Regions from separate parts of the Canis lupus genome. Here region 1 is linked to region 2. Evidence: chromatin contacts called from public Hi-C data. All regions are on one chromosome and are shown on one strand. The core of a region is the stretch at or near the end of the contact, and the rest is flanking DNA. Distances in the headings are between cores, read along the strand shown.

Region 1 (2,700 bases), core at 50-2,549, 140 kb after region 2:
CAGAGGAGGAAAGAGCAATTTAAAGTGGCGCCATCATGTCACCCCCTCTCCCCCTAAGGCAATCAATAAGCAATAGTTAAGTAACGTGTTTCTCCAAAAAAACCACACTGGGATCCCGACAATGGAAAACAAAAGGATTTTTAAGTAAAACAGGAGGTTAACGTTGTTTATCGTACAGAAAACAATCGAACTATTTGCTGAAGAATCAAAAGACAGCCGGAAAACAGGCCCCCCAAACTCAGTTAAAAGCAAATAAATGCCTCTTCCTCTTTAGTTTTTTTAAAAAACAAACAAACACGTCCGCCTGAGGGAGACTAGATCTGAAAATGTAAGTGACCTCAATATACAGGCAACAAAAATAATAAATACATGAAACAAATAACCATCTGACTTAACAATCAGAGTTGTGATACACACCGTGAAACGCGCAAGATGTGTTTCGAGCAGAGAAAGGCCTTCTGCAGTCAAGAGAAGTTCAAGGCGAGAGCCAGAGTTTGTTTGGGGTTTTTTTTTACGGGAATAAATCGTGTTCTTAAGGCCGCATTTTTAAATAGAACGCCAAAGGAAAAGCTGGCGAACGAGGCGGCAGCTGGTGGGGAAGGGCCCCCGCACACCCCCGCCCTTGGGGCGACTCCCAGCCCCGGACCCGCAGCGGGGAAGCCCGGAGAGGCCATTTAAAGTTCCGGGGATTTTTCCTGCCCTGCCCTGCCTTTCTAGTTACAACTAACAAAGAGAGAGAGAAATGGGAGCCACAGGGAGAGCGAGGAGAAGGAGAAAGGGCAGCGGGAGGAGGAGGAGGAGGAGAGGAGCAGCAGCAGCAGCACCTACCACGTGATGGAGGAGCGTTGCCCGGGCGGATTCAGCCCCACAAAATGGGCGCAGTTTGCAAACAGCCCCCGGCCTGGGCGCCGAGGGCCGGCGGCGGCAGGCGGGGGCGCGCGGCGGCGGCTCTGGCCCGGGCCCGCCGCTCTCCTCCCCCCCGGCGCCCGGAGCCGCCCTGACTTTCCGGGCGGGGGGGGACGAGGCGGAGGGGGAGGGGAAGGCGGCGGCGGCGGGGAGCGGCCGCTTTTTCTTCTCTTTCGGGCCCCTTCTCCGGCCTTCCTCGGCTCCGGCGGGGCCTGGGCACGGCCGGGGACCGCAGCCCGGCCGGGGGAGCCGGCGGGCGGGGGCAGAGGGTGAAGCCGCCCCCCCGCCCCGCACAAACAAGCGCCGCCGTCTGCAGCCCGAGCCCGCACCCCGGCCGCCACCCCCGCACGCCTCTTCCCGGCCGGGGAGCGCGCTCCGGCCGCCCCCCGCGCCGCCGCGGCGAGACGAGTCGGCTTCGCTACGGTGCTCGGTTCTCCCGCCGGCTCGGCGAGCGGTGGCGGCGGTGGCGGCGGCACTGGGAAAATGGCGGCCGAGCTCCTTTTCCCTCCCCCCCTTTAATCTGAAGCGGAGGGAGAATGGAGCGAGCGAGCGAGCGGGCGAGCGCCGGGGACACGGGGAGGAGGGACAGCAGCGCCTCCGCCGGCTGCGGCTGCGGCGGCGAAGGGCCGCTCCGCCCCGGCGCGCCGCCAGGGGGCGCCCGCCGCGCCACCCCCGCGGGCCGCCAGGAGGCGCGGCCGCCGCCGCCGCCGCCGCCTCCGCCGCCTCAGTCATGGCTCCTCGCCGCGGCCGCTGTTTCTGCACCTCCATCTGCGGAGGCCGCGGCGCCGGGACCCAGCGGCTCCCAGACGTGCGGCGACTGCACGCGGCACTGCGGCAGGCGGGAGCAGACGGGAGCAGGCCCTCGCTCCGGCCGAGGTGAGGCTAACCTGAGGCACTGACGCCGTCACATTCCCTCCGCGCTGGGGCTGGCGGGGCCGCGCGCCGGCTATGAGGGGCAAGGCGGGCAGGCGCGGCGGAGCAAGAGGACGTGAGCGAGGAACTGTTTGCACTGTGTAGTAAACAGGCTAATGCCGCCGGTGCCACACTGTCCCAGGGCTAAATGCGCGCTGAATCGGGTAGGAAGCTCCCTGACCAGTGAAGCGCTTTCTGCCGCCCTTTGTCCTAGCCGACTGCCTCCGTACACTGCAGCACGCCTGGGCACTAGCCCCGGCGCTGCGCTCCGCAGCCGCCAGGGTGGAAAAAAAAAAAAAAAAAAAAAAAAAGGCGCACGTCGTCATTGCGCAAGCGCAGGCCTGGGCCCGCGCCGGGCCAGCCCGGGAAGGGACAGACGGGAGCGAGAGGGGAAGTGATGGCCCACCCGCGCCGGGCCCGCTGGGAACTGTAGTTTTCGTTAAGAAGCACGCGTCTTGTTTTGGGTGTCATGGCTTGGCAGATCCGCCAAAGCAGGCAAATGTCATTACACAATGAGTATTTATGCTTCCTGTCGCCACCAAAAGGAAGTTCACTGCTATGCTAAAAGTTTAACAAAGAACTCCACAGAGAAACCCAAATCTCACAACAAAAAGCAAACTTCCCACTTTCCAACCCGAGTTGGTTTAAAGTGGTGGCATTTTACCTAATTTTTCATGGCCAGGTTGTCGACAAAGTATTTTATTCCTCTCCCAAAATGAGGCCTTAGAATAATGAAACCTTTTCTAGATCAAAAAAGCAATATAATGCAACGCGTCACACAAATATAATTCTACCATCCTTTAAAACCAAAGAAAAAGTTGCCAAAAGATTTAGTGCTTTGAGATTTTAAGAAGAGACTCTGGGATTCATCAGAATTTAGTT
Region 2 (2,700 bases), core at 157-2,656:
ATTTAATTTTTTTCCCTTTTATTTTCCCTTGTCATTGCTCTCCCAAACCTGAAAATTAAGCCAGGAATAAAGGAGGTAGGAAGGAATATGAGCGACCTGATTTATAATGGAAAATAGCACTGGACTGGAAATAAGTAGGCCTGGATTCAGGTCCTAATTCCATCACTGAGTAAAACGTGAAAATAAAAACAAACCACTTAGCCAGATTTTAGCTTTATCTGTAAAATGAGGTGGCAGGCCTAGGTCTGGGCAGGTAACGTCTCAGCACACATGTTCTAGCTCTCCCTCTGCTGCAGGCAAAAGCTAAACTCATAACACTCTTTCCTACTACACCCTAAGACCTCAGGTGCATCTTTAAAAATTACGGAGTTAAGTCCAGAAAGCCAATATCAATCAATAAGAGTAAGCACACGTTATCTCAGACTCCAGCTCCATACCTAATCCCCTCCCCTCACCTGAATGCTCTGAAGTAGAAGCTGCTACAATTGATACCACCTTGTGCCTTGGAGTTGAGATATTCAGCACAATCAAGAGCAATTTCCCCTATAAACCCAATGAAGAAGCAGTTAGGGATAATAATAAACTGCTGAAAGGACTCAGGCTGTTATACTTTGGTAGAAGTATGCTATGTGTTTAACTGCTTTCATATAAGAGTGAACAGGAAGTCGGTTAAATCTCCCAGTTAATGAACAAAAATGATCTCTTAGGAAATGCTGGTCTGAGTTCATGCTCTAAGTAGAAGTAATAACACCTGAGATCCATGTAGAGCTAAAGGGCTGAAATGGATTAGATATGCAGGACCTGAAAGTAAGCAATGAAAAAGTATGAAATGGAAGAGAACACAACAGGGACCCATTCAACTAAAGGACTTCAGACATTCCATACCCACATAGGCCATGCCATTAAAGTGCCATTATCAAAGGAGAGGGTGCCGATGCTTGATAGGGTCAATAACAGGAAAACAGAAGTGTTAAAACAGGAAATAGGAAATAGAAGGAAACTAATATCATTTTAAGTTACTACTGCCTCAGACAAAATGAAAACACCTTGACTTCATGCTCACCGGGGTCTGACATTCCATGATTCACTTGATTGTTTTGCTCATTACTTTCCACCATTTTCTCAAGCAAATTTTCTAAGGTTGTTTTATAATACTCACTTCCTCCTCCTGCTGGTAAACTGCAGTAGACTTATATCTACCAGTCTTGGTAAACTCTCTCAAAATAGCATAGATCTTCAAAGGCCAGCAGGTGGTGCTCTTATGAAGCCTAAATTCAAGTTAACATTCTTTCCACAAAGGTTTAAACATCCTTTTTATTTCAAGCTAAGGATTAACTGGCTTGATAAGGAAGCAAGCTCCTCCTCCTTGGAGTACTAAAGAGTTATCACACCCTAAAGCCTCCACCTTCCCGCCAGGCACACAGCTCCTCAAATTCTTTCATCTCTAGCCACACTTAATGTGAACAGCTGAGGTGTATGGTCGACATGGAGGACAGAACTCTAGGATTAAAAGCTGCAGTTGGTCACCACCCTACCTACAAACTGGTTAGGAAACATTACTAAACTACTTGAAAATCCTGCCATCTCTACCTTCTAGAGAAGAGGCTGTAAACGGATGGTCAAGAGCTCAGGTGCATGTGTATTTGACCCACACAGTATTACACTGGCTGCTCATCTTCACTCTTACTTACTATTCTACACAATGATATATGGGTATCTCAATATTTAGAAGGTGCTATTCACACAGAATAATGGTGCCCTCTGGAGTTGGGCATCTTTGTGAAAATCTTACAAATTTACAAACATTTGGTATGTGGTATTTGTTTGGATCAAAGCAAAATTATCCCAACAAAAACAATATTAGATATGGTAACTGTCTTCCCCAGGTCAATCCATAAGTCTAATTTATCCACAGGCAAATATGTTCATACATCCTACTTGAAATAATAAAATATTTATATTCTCCTTTACAGTCTCGTAAGGAGATTTAATGACCAACTCTCTTGCCCAAGCCCCAGTATCATGGTAAGGAGCTATGTGAGACAGGGAGAAAAAGTACTTAAAGGCAGGCAGGAAAGTAAAGACCAGAGAAAGGAATCTCCCCATCTTTCCCTCCGTTCTCCATCAGTGCTAACTACAGCTGCTTGAAATGGGATGGAGTAGGAAGTGTAAGAGCAGTAGTTGTCAGGCAAACAGTCTGAGCATATGTGACTAGGCGATGAGGAAGGCAATTCACAACTGTATGTGGTAACACTGTTGACAAATGATCACCATGTTTATAAGCTGATACTCAGCGAGAATGGAAGAGGCTTTATCAGAATCAGAATTAACTACAGGCTTCAGGCTTCTTTACTCAAATATGAGACCATACAATTCAACACTGTGATCCTAGGAGAGTAAGCCAAGAAGTATTTCTAAGTCTTCCTGATGGCTCCATCTGCAAAGTCTAGGAATGCACAGAAAACTGATTTCTCTATTTTATTAACCTGGCGGGGAAGAAGCATGTTACAGTGAAACGAAGGGTAGGCACCAGATGACTCGAATTTATAAATTCAGTAGCCATTCAGCCTTAGAAAAAGCACTTTTCTAAGCCTTTTCTTGATCTACCAAACTGAAGTTTAACACCTTACAAGTTTACTGAGAAGTAAACAAAACAAGTACAAGGAAGGTACTTTGAAAACTAAATAAAATTTTAAGTTG

Evidence for each region. A called contact is a pair of places that touch in the nucleus more often than the background predicts.
Region 1: a contact with region 2 is called in a Hi-C map of blood, with 3 times the contacts expected there. The contact joins two enhancer-like sites. A contact is called at or near these places in 2 of 9 Hi-C or Micro-C datasets (amygdala and blood).

The regions. Positions count from the first base shown.
Region 1 is chr9:17,455,217-17,457,916 of UU_Cfam_GSD_1.0, forward strand. No RefSeq gene overlaps it. Among named protein-coding and RNA genes, the nearest start is that of MIR8885, 18 kb to the left of the region's middle. Within about 2 kb of position 1,300, at least 13 of the 20 cell types and tissues checked have an H3K27ac peak or open chromatin away from gene starts, as enhancers often do. A contact at or near this core is called in blood, where this site is marked.
Region 2 is chr9:17,311,570-17,314,269 of UU_Cfam_GSD_1.0, forward strand. No RefSeq gene overlaps it. Among named protein-coding and RNA genes, the nearest start is that of MAPT, 63 kb to the left of the region's middle. Within about 2 kb of position 1,407, at least 1 of the 20 cell types and tissues checked has an H3K27ac peak or open chromatin away from gene starts, as enhancers often do. A contact at or near this core is called in blood, where this site is marked.